Regions from separate parts of the Hordeum vulgare genome. Here regions 1 and 2 are each linked to region 3. The links are chromatin contacts, called in public Hi-C maps. All regions are on one chromosome and are shown on one strand. Each heading gives the region's core, a stretch centred on a gene start, on an enhancer-like site or on the middle of the called end of the contact. The rest is flanking DNA. Distances are from core to core; before and after follow the strand shown.

What was found. A called contact is a pair of places that touch in the nucleus more often than the background predicts.
Region 1: a contact with region 3 is called in a Hi-C map of seedling, with 1.7 times the contacts expected there. The contact joins the promoter of LOC123444903 here to the promoter of LOC123444907 in region 3. A contact is called at or near these places in 3 of 6 Hi-C or Micro-C datasets (leaf and seedling).
Region 2: a contact with region 3 is called in a Hi-C map of seedling, with 2.1 times the contacts expected there. The contact joins the promoter of LOC123444910 here to the promoter of LOC123444907 in region 3. A contact is called at or near these places in 2 of 6 Hi-C or Micro-C datasets (leaf and seedling).

The regions. Positions count from the first base shown.
Region 1 is chr3H:548,219,181-548,222,808 of MorexV3_pseudomolecules_assembly, forward strand. LOC123444903 (transcription initiation factor TFIID subunit 12b) reads left to right here and starts at 1,863. Exons shown (of 8, transcript XR_006631044.1): 1 at 1,863-2,494.
Region 2 is chr3H:548,572,286-548,576,165 of MorexV3_pseudomolecules_assembly, forward strand. It overlaps LOC123444910, which reads left to right and starts at 1,453. Exons shown (of 1, transcript XM_045121796.1): 1 at 1,453-3,800. The coding sequence starts at 1,935. The coding sequence ends at 3,389.
Region 3 is chr3H:548,365,105-548,368,622 of MorexV3_pseudomolecules_assembly, forward strand. LOC123444907 (ABC transporter C family member 3-like) reads right to left here and starts at 1,499. Exons shown (of 10, transcript XM_045121793.1): 1 at 1-1,499. The coding sequence starts at 1,403.

The sequences.
Region 1 (3,628 bases), core at 613-3,112, 150 kb before region 3:
AACCTATGTGTTGCGAGGAATGTTGTTATCCTAGTCTTGGGTCCTCGCAACAACTCCTTTGGAGCTCCCGGTTGAAGAACCTCACCTAAAGAAACTCATCTTCCGATGAACAAATTTCTGAAATTTTTGGACCACAAAATTATGTCAATAAAACTTTGTAAGATTGATAGCAACTACTCATATGGATGCCTAGAGGACATATCAAGCATTCCCACTACTTGGAACTCAAAAAAATTAGACATGCAAGCTCATTTTTAGTAGCACCAAGTGCAGCAAATTATATAAAATATAAAACACTAAAGCAAAAACTAATTCAAGAATGAGAGTCACATACCAAGGAGCAATTCCTCAAAACAGTTTCAGAAACGGGGTTCCGAGCAAGAGATACAAAAAATAATGAAAACATGAAGAACACTATATATATATATATATATATAGAGAGAGAGAGAGATAGGGAATTTTTGCTGGAGGTAAGGGACGACATGAGCTTAAAAGATAAGGTAGGGCCTCTATGGGCCCCACCACACAACATGGCGCGGCCCGGGGTGTGGTCGTGCCGTGTTGCCTCGTTGTCCACGAGTGCCCCTCCCTGATGTGTTTTCATGACCAAACATTCTTAAATATTCTAGAAAATACCATGCTAAAATTTGCTGGCATTCTAAGACTTTTTATTTTTGGTTCATTTTTTATTGCATGGAAAACTCAGAAAATAGAATAATCATGTCATTTTATTTTATTTAAATAAGAATAACGCAGAGTAAACTAATAATACACAGAGTTGTGCCTACTAAATTCATCAACCACGTGTCATTCAAAAAGGATCCATTAATAAGATTGATCAAGTCTTATTAATGACTGTTTTCAATTGACATAAAACCGGAGCATTTTCATATGACACTAAGTTGCCGCAACGAGGATTTGCATTTCCCCAACAGTAAGATTATAATATTTCTTCTTGGGAGAAAGTAGAGAATTTTTAAATTCTCCAATGATTACCATGGCGCTAGACTCAATGACATTAATATTATTAACCAGGATTTGCCTCTTCAAAAAATAGAACGGTATATTGTTTGTCATTGACATGAAAAGTGACATTGCTTTTGTTGCAATCAATAACAATGCGTGCAATATTTAGGAAGGGACTACCAAGTAAAATTGACATGTTGTCGTCCTCACGCATTTCAAGAATAACAAAGTCTGTTAACATAGTAATATTTGCAAACACAACAGGAACATCCTCGCAAATTCCAATAGGTAAAGCAGTGGATTTACCAGCCATTTGCGTAGATATCTCAGTAGTTGTAAGCTTATTTAAATTAAGTCTTTTATATAAAGAGAATAACATAACACTAACACCACCTCCTAAATCACATAAAACAGTTATAACATAGTTTTGTTTAATGGAACAAGGTATTGTGGGTATACCAGGATGTGCCAACTTCTTAGACACTCCATCATCAAAAAAATAATTAGCAAGCATAGTAGCAATTTCAGTTTTACGTATTTTTTGTTGTTGATAATAATATCCTTTATATACTTAACACATACATGCATTTTTAAAATATCAGTCAAGCGAGTACGCAAAAGGACATAACTAATTATTTCACCGAAGCGTTTAAAATCTTCCTAGTTCTTACTCTTAAAAGGCTACAATCTTCGTATTAAAATTGTTTAGTTGATACGTATGATACATGATACAGTATTGGTTATGGTATTTCCATTACGAAGAGGCATCCATGGATTTGCGGGTAGAGCTTATGGCTGGTGCTCTCGAAAGAAAAACGATCGCATGGGCCAACCTGTCAGTGACCGGAATACCTTCTGACTCGATCGGGAAAAGACTACGCGCACACGTCAAACTGTCCCACACGACCGGCACCTAGTCCCCGCCCCTCCACGCGACCGTCCACCCCGCATCGTCTCCGGCCACCGCCGCCCGCGGAAACCCTATACCCCGCCTGCCATGGCGGATCCGCCGTCCGTAGCCGCCATAGCCTCGCCGCAGCCCGACCAGCTCGGCGGCTCCGCCCCCATCCCGCAAAACTCCAACCCTACCCCCCTCCTGTCCCCCCAAATCCCCCCCTCCCCCACCGTCTCCGACCTCTCCGTCATCTCCTCCCCGCAGCTCGATCCAGCCGCGGCAGCTGCGGGCGGAGGGTCCGCGGACTTCCCGCCTCGTCCGCAGCAGCTGCAGGCGCCTTCGCCCACGCAGGCAGTGCCCGGCGCCGGAGGCTACGGCCAGATCCAGCGCTCGGGTTCGGCTTCCCGCCTCGCCGCTGCCAGCCAGCTTCCACAATACTCCGCGGCAACGGCCAGGATGTACGGAGGGCAGATGAGCTTCTCAGGTGGCGGAGCGCAGCTGGGGCAGCAGCAGCAGCAGCAGCTGGCGGCCCGCGCTGCAATGCTTGGTCAGGGGCAGCTCGGGATGATGCAAGGGCAGGGCAACGCGGCTTCTGCCGCGCACTACGGGCTCCAGTCGCAGATGATGGCACAGGTGAAGTTGGGGTTTGGGGCATAAGTAATCTGAATATAACACATACATTATAGCCTTATCATGCATAAATGTCACTTGTAACAAGAAGGAACGACGAGAAAACTGTGCATTTAATTACAAATCATTTTTCTCGGAAGATCATGATTAATTGTGGTTAGACATTGCTTGTTTTCTTATCACTTCACTTGTGTAACATTCATACATGGAGGCAGTTTTATATCATCTTATAGGGAATCCATTCAAATGTCTGGATAAAATTTCCCTCTGTCCCACAACTTTTGAGTAGTACTCCCTCTGTCCCATAATATAAGAGCGTTTCCGGCACTAGTATAGTGTAAAAAACGCTCTTATATTATGGGACGGAGGGAGTATATTATAATAGAAATTAATAGTCAAAGTTCTATTTTGAAGACTGTACCGGTGTCCAGGACAACAGCTTTTAGGGTGTGTTTGGTTGGAGGGATATCCTCCCAGGGACAGGGATAACCACTTTTTTCTGTGGTTGCCATGCGTTTGGATCTGGGGCGAGGAGGGATAGAGTCAACCAGATGCTGGAATATTCTCCAAAAAAAGGGATGTGGCCAACCGCCAAAAACGGGCGGGCGGTGGCAACCACTCTGGGGCGGCCGACGCGGCAAGGCGCGGGAGGGCGGCCGGCACGGGAGGAGGCGTCCGGCGCGGGGGGAGGTGGCCGGCGCGGGGGGAGGCGGCCGGCGGGGGGGGGGGGGGGGGGGGGGGGAGGCGGCCGGCGCGGGTGGCGCAGGAGGAGGCCGACGCGGCAGGATTCCATCCTCCCAACCAAACAAAAAAAGGGATAACCCTACCCTTCCAACCAAACAAAAAAAAGGGCTATCCCCAGCCACCTGGTTGGGGATACCCACAACCACCCTAGCGTATCCCTCCAACCAAACACACCCTTAGAGGACCGGAGGGGGTAGAAATAAATGGTTCATGTATTCGGAATTTTGAATTCGTAGAAAGTCATTTGTTGCTCCCATGACATGGAGAGACGGAAGGATGTCACCTCTTTGGTGCGATGATGCATTGCAAATTAAATAAAAGTGAACATCTGGTTTACACTCAGAATCTCCTGGTAACTCATTCGAATAGTAAATGCTGGTCATTATGCTTGTA
Region 2 (3,880 bases), core at 203-2,702, 210 kb after region 3:
CATTGAAACCATACAGGTATCCCTAAAAAATATACACGTCGGTTTGTTTATATAGATATGACATTTACACACTTTGTACACCTAATCTTAATTGGAGGAGCTGCTAGCACACGTTGTCCGCTATCCCCTGAAAGCTAGTTCAAATCATTTGTACAACAAATTTTAACTCGGGTTTTTCCTTTGTGCTGACATGTGGGTCCGCTGGTCATAGAGACATATATAAAGCAAACTCTTTGTTAGAAGTGCCTCTCACGCCATGTATGCATGCTAATCAAAATGCCATGTCAGTCAGTGTATTATACGTCATATAGATAGAATTACCATTGTATTTGAACGCCTGTGCCAAGTTTTAGAACCAGTTCGATGTATTTTTCAAGTTTAGGCACCAAAGTGAACAAGAGTGACAAGTTTAAGCACCGCCGGTGATATTACCTCTAAATTCAACTAACTACGTGAAGGTACAACTGATTTGAAATATGGAGCAGGCCGGCTAGTTAGATGTGACTGGATGTGTACATCATAATACTAATTCCTTTAGGTGAAAATAAAATACTAATTACTTTTCCTCACAAACTGTAAAGTACACACTTGCAGTATCCTATAGCATATCTATACACAGTACATTACTCCTTAAGCTAGTACACTGCTGGAGTAAACATGTACAGTGATCTGAAAAGAAAGGAGTAAACACATACTTCTTCCGTTTTAAAAGAAATGCCTTAAATTTAGAGTAATTTTGTGCTAGAGCTCGACGGTTATTTAGGGACGGGCTACAACAGTACTGGTCGAGTACGGGGATTCCGTTGTCCAATTCCTTGGACTTGATTGAGCTGTACTACTCCATCTTACAACAGTATCTTAGTCCGTAAGCAACACCACACACATGCATGCATATGCACGCGTAGGCGCCTCGCGCATACGCAACCGAATGCTCACGCAGCCATGTGCGCGAGCGAGGCATGCTAGTCATGGACATCTCTTTGCATGTTGGATATGGGCGATATTGTCAACTATCACAGCCAGCCACGTCCATGAACCTTTGCTTCATCGACGACGGGCACATGATCAACACGCGTCCGGCCGGCGGGACGGCTGAATCGGGTTTCTTATATCGGAAGAGAACCCCAAGATGGCATACGAGTACTATACTAGAAAATGTAGAAACGATCCTAGTTGGAAAACGTCTCGGTAATTTCGCAGGAAAAGATCAATTCCCGGCCCGGGCACCCCAAGATAATAATATATGCCCCAAATAACTTCCTCTGCGACGAAGAAGATTAGTATAGCACAACCAGTGGATCCCGATCGAGTCCGTTAATGGTTTTTGCCCGGCCGTAACCTCGGACCAGGCCAGAGCGAGGGGTTTCGGCATAGAATAACCGGGGGCGACGTGCCCCCACCCCGGAACCAAAAATGATAAACTAGCCTAGTCCCGGGGGGCCACCCCGAGTCCGAAATCAGACGCCGCAACGGACGTTCGTTCGCTCGCTCCGTCGTGTGGGCAGCGCCTACCATTTCGGCAAGGCATTCCCACGCGCGCCGCGACCGTGTCCTCCTCCTCCCGCCACGCACGCTACTTAACCCTCGCACCATCGCCATCCCCCACATCTAATTGCCCGCGCCAACGCTTAACTTCCGAGCGGCTATAGCTAGCAAAACGGGGAGCGACCACCGGCGATATATAAGAAAGTTCGTGAGTTGTGACGCCCACACCAACCATCCCAGCCTAGCCCGTACCAGCAACCGCGTCGACGGGCTGGTAGTGGTAGTGGTACTAGAGGAAGGCCGGCGCCATCGCCGAGGACGCCCAGCTCGGCGAATCATTCCATTCCATTACATGGCTTGATTGTCTGCCCGTATTGACAGCAAAGCCAGAAAGGTGCCCACAGCCAACAGGTCGGGCTGTTGATTCATTGCTTCGGTGGGAGCGATCGATGGTTGCGCACAAGGCGGCCTCGTGGCTGCCCGTGGACTTCCGGCTGCCGGCGGTGCCGCAGGCGGCGCTCGGCATACTGGCGTTCGAGGCCGGGGCGGCCATGTCCAAGCTGCTGTCGCTGCACCGCTCGCTCTCGGAGCAGGAGGTGTCCCGGCTGCGCTCCGACGCCATGCGCTCGCCCGGGGTGGCCTACCTCAACTCCACCGACCAGGCGTTCCTGCTCAGGCTCGCCTGCGCCGAGCTGGTGCTGTCGCTCGACGCCGCCGCAGCCGCCGTCGCGCGCCTCGGCCTGCGCTGCGGCATCGACTTCGCCGGCGTGTACGCCAGCATCAAGGCCGGCGCGCACGACGCGCGCCTCGACCTGCTCGCCGCCAAGGGGCTCAAGGTCAAGGCCAAGAAGATGGAGCGCCTCGTGGCGGCCACGTCCAAGCTGTGCTCCGAGATGGAGGCGCTGGATGAGCTCGAGTCCGCCGAGCGGAAGCTCACCGTCCGCGGCTGGAGCCGCCTCAGCGGGCCGATACCGGCGAAGCTCGCCGACCCGCCGCTGGCCGGCGACTCGATGGGCGCCGAGTCGCTCAAGCAGGAGATCAAGACGCAGCTGCTCAAGGTGCGGCGGCTCAAGGAGGAGTCCCTGTGGAGCCAGAGCTACGAGAAGGCCGTGGGCCTCATGGCGCGCGCCGCCTGCGCCGTGTTCGTCCGCATCTGCGCCGTCTTCGGCCAGTTCGTGCCGGGGCTTCCGCCGCCGATGCCGTCCACCTCCGCGGAAAGCGTCCACACCAGGCTGTCCAAGCTGCTGATGAGCCCGCGGACGGGGAAGGCGAAGGCGTCGTCGGGGCCGATCACGCGGCGGGAGCGGGAGGGGGCGGGGGCGCCGTCCCGTGTCCACCCGCCGATGCAGCAGCTGAGCAGCTCGTGCCCGATCATCGGCCAGAGGGGGCAGAAGGGCGGCGTGGACTGGCGCAAGGTCCTGGACGCGCCGGCAAGCACGGTGGGCGGCGCCGGGCTGGACCAGCAGTACGCGAACGTGATCGTGTCGGCGGAGGAGCTGCTGCAGATGGAGGCGGAGGGGCGGCAGGAGGAGGCGAACGCGGAGCGGGCGGAGATGTACGAGATGCTGCCGGGGAAGCTCCGCGCGGCGGTGCGGTCGAAGCTGCGCGACTGGTGGCGGGACCCGGGGCCGCTGGACGCCGGGCTGGCGGAGGGGTGGAAGGAGGCGGTGGAGCGGATCATGGCGTGGCTGGGCCCGATGGCGCGCGACACCGTGCAGTGGCAGGCGGAGCGGAACATGGACCGGACGCGGCGGTTCGACGGCGGCACGCGCGTGTACGCGCTGCAGACGCTGCGGTGGGCGGACAAGGACAAGGCGGAGGCGGCCATCGTGGAGGTGCTCGTCGCGCTCAGCTGCGTCTGCTGGTATGAGGAGCGGCGGCGCGGCTCCGTCCGCATCAGCTAGCTGATCGCCGCCGCCCGTCCATGGATGAGCCGTTCAACGACGGCGCCATGGCCAACACACCTTGTCCAAAGCCCATTCCTTTTTTCTTTTCTTTTCTTCTTCCTTCTTTGGTTCGTTTGTCAAAGCATTGATTTGAAAGGGTTGAATTTTTTGGAGGGGTGGTTGTTAGATGAGATCGTCAGGGGTTAGTGGCCACGCGTTAGCAGCAGCCATAGTGGACTGTAGCAGCAGTAATCGTTCTTCTCTAGTTTGAAATTTGGAGGGAGAAAAAAAGCCAAGGTCCGGTGGTTGGTCACTTCACTGTCAATGGCCTGAGGCCGGCCGGTCTCACTCCGGTGACAGCGAGCGTCCGCCGTATAAGTTTGTCAGATTTGTATGTACAATGAATGAATACACGATTGATTCTTTGAAGTTTGTGGGGGGGATTGTTCAAGCACGCACGCACGCACGCACGGGAAATCCTTACCGGCACGGTTCTCTCCTGTCCTTTA
Region 3 (3,518 bases), core at 249-2,748:
AGGATCTCGGACGTCGCCTTCATTCTAACATCCTTGCTCTTCATCAGATTCTTCTGGAGCTTCTCCTGGACTTTCACCGAAGGAACATTGACAAGCATGACGACCACGGTGGCGCCGAGCGCGGCGAGCGAGGCAAGCCCGAGAGTGGAGTAGAGGACGAACATCGCCATGCTTACTTGGAGCGGTACCAGCCACAGGTCGTGGATGTACCAGGAGGAGTTCCCGACGCGGTCGGCGTCGACGCCGACGATGTTGACCATCTCGCCGCTCGAGTGGGTCTGCCTGGAACGGCCGGAGAGGGCCAGCCCTTTCTCGTACACGACGGCGACGAGCGCGGACCGCGCCCGTATCCCGACCTGCTGCAGCCGGAAGCACGAGTGCTGTTGGGACAAACACTCGAACACCTTGGCTGCGATGAAGGCGAGGACAAGGAGCTGCCCCTTCCTCGCGTGCCTCTCGTCGCCGCCGTTGAGGTACTGCACGAGGGAGTCGATGAGGTACGGGCCGACGTAGGTGGCCACGTTGTAGACCAGAGCGTAGAGCGCGGTCACCGCGACGTGCCATCGGAAGGTGCGCACCAGCACCTTGGCGAGCTTGAACGCCGTCACCCTTTGGGCGGTGGTGCCGTCGCCGGCCAGCCTCTCGAGGTTGGCCTTGAACGAGGGGAGCAGGCCGGCCACGCTGTCGCCGGGGTCGAGGCCCGGGACGTCGTCGAGGCCGAGGGCCTTCTTGTGGCCCACGGCGAGCAGCGGCCCCATCCAGGAGAAGGTGAGGACGCCGAGGAGGCCGGCGCCGGAGAACGCGGAGGCATAGGCGCTGTTGCTCTCACTCGCGCCATTTAGCAGAGGCTCCTCGGAAGCAGACCCGCCTGCTAGTTCCCTCTTGCCCAACAGCCCGGCGACGAGCAGTACCACGGCCGCGAGGACCGAGGCGGCGTCGAGCGCCCACGAACGCGCGGGCACGGGAACCCCGTCGAGGCTCGTGGCGGCGTGGACGGCGACCTCGAGAACCGAGAGCAGCAGGAAGAGCGCCCACCAGAGCCTGAGCGGCGCGGGGAACCGCTCCTCGCGGCGGAACTCGAACTGCAGGTACGCCGCGAGCAGCAGCCACGCCACCGCCCGCACGGCGCCATCCGCCAGGTCCGCCGCCGCGTCGAGCGGATATCCGGCGCCGGTGCCCAGGTAGCAGGAGTACGCGGCGAGGAGGAGCTGGAACGCCGCCAGAGCCCACGTGGCGCAGGCCGCCACCGCGTGGCACCGGAACCCGCACGCGGCGACGACCGTGTCCTTCCCGCGGCGGGGGAAGAGCCGGCTCCCAGCAACGGCGAGGACGAGGATGAGGTGGACCGCGGCGCTGGCGCCGTGGAGGAAGAGGCACGGCAGTGATCGCTCGGTCACCGCCATCGCTGCCGCGGCGCGGCGCGTGCGCTCGTGACGCGCAGCTCGATTCTAGAGGGTGTTTGGTTGGCTTCCACCCAGCTTCCGTCTACCGGGCTTTTGGCTTCGAAGCCGGAAGCCGGAAGCCGACTCGAAGCCCAACCAAAGAAGCTTTTGGTTTCGAAGCCGGTAGACGGAAGCTGGGTGGAAGCCAACCAAACACCCCCTTAAGCTGGAGTCGGAGTGGACTGGCTGCTGTAGACTGTAGTTGGTGGTCACTTGACCATCTTCAAAAGCCGGACAACCGCGCTAAAATAAAGATAGTCGAAATAACTATTTTTTATACGCGTCGGCTCCAATGATCACTCAAAAAATTGTACCCACATCGTTCTAGCAAACATGCACGAGGAGCCGACGCTTGTAACATATTCATTTTAATAATATAGTGATAATTCAAACATAAAAAAAGATATAACATAGCTCGCCGGCGCTTCGGTTGCCGCCGCATCCGTCGCACGTCCTGTAAGTTTCTTCTTCGGCCGCCTAAAGGAGTCGTCCACCGCTTTGTTCTTCTTCACGGATACCTTACCCGCCTTCACCATCATCGCATTTGTGATCTTCGAGAGGGGGGGGGGGGCACGTGGCTTCACGGCGGGCGCCGACGCGACGTCACCCGTCGAGGTCGTCCGTGGCGTCATGAAAAGGCCGCGGGATACCGTTGGTTGGAAGAGCACCGGCGAAGGCGAAGCCAAAGCTCCTTGGGCTAGGGTTTGCGTCGCCGACGGCAGCGAAGGGGTCACGGGCGTAGGAAGAGGTGAGGGGGATGTCGGTGCGGCTGTCCATCGGGCAAATTCGCCGACGACAACGCGAGGCGGGGGTGGAAGGGGGGGAGGCGGGGCGGCCGAAGAGGATGGCGATAGTGCGGCGCGGACGTTTGAGTGTGCAGCGCGCGAGATTGGACACACGAAATAAGCGACGCGCGATGCTGTTTCGCCTCGTGCTTTGAATTATTTATACCGCACGCGCATTTTTTGTATTTTTCATTGGAAAGTTTGAAACGGCCACGCACACCAAAAATACAATTTATTCAGCGCGACCTAATATCGTGTGCGCCTGTTGTTGGAGGTGCTCTAAGTCCTTGGTCAATTGTTAACCTTGGGTTGAATGTTGTCTACTAGTCCGTTTGTTCTCCTTGATGGCTCAGTATCAAATACAATAACTTTAAAAGGTAGAGACAAGGTTGGCAAGGCAAAGCATGACCGCCATCGGTCTTGTTGGAAATGGCGTCACCACTGATGGAATGGGCACACATCTCATCTTTAGTTTTCGATACCGACCGTCGGCTCACTGATTCCACTGGAGAAAAGGACGGGTGAATGGGGAGTACACGCATCGTGTGGGTAGAAAGTAAGCCTGATTGCATGGCAGCATGGTCATCGTCGTCTTTCATTTTCATAGCACGTGTATGCACGGCGAGGAATTTCCAAGAAGGTATACCTGCTGCCATGGTCATCGTCGTCTTTCATTTTCATAGCACGTGTATGCAGGGCGAGGAATTTCCAAGAAGGTATACCTGGGTGTCAATACAAGTTACGGATGAGCTAGTTCGCTGTCGCCAGAGGTGTCGTCCGGCTTACACGCGCGACACGGATGAAGCCTTGTTTGGTACTAGGGTTTTAAGAAGATTGATGGGGATATGTTTGCTCAGTGTGAGTTTCAAGTTTTTTACAAAGGTCGCAACGAATAGGCTGGCACAGATAGCACATTCTATTGTACAACACACTCAACAACTTTCATGCCCGGTAGACACATCCTAGAAGGGGTTGTGGTACTACATGAGACGCTACACGAAATACACTCTAAAAAATTAGATGGAGTAATTTTTTAAGGTGGATTTTGAAAAAAAACATATGATAAAGTTAAATGGCCTTTTCTGCAACAAGCCCTACGAATGAAAGGGTTCAATGAAGCCTCGAGGGCACAAGTGGATACCTTTATTCAGAAGGGTGGTGTGGGGATAAAGATGAATGATGACATGGGTCATTATTTTCAAACCTACAAAGGCTTAAGACAGGGAGATTCGATGTCTCCAATTTTATTCAACATAGTTGCTGATATGTTGAATGTTCTCATAAATCGAGC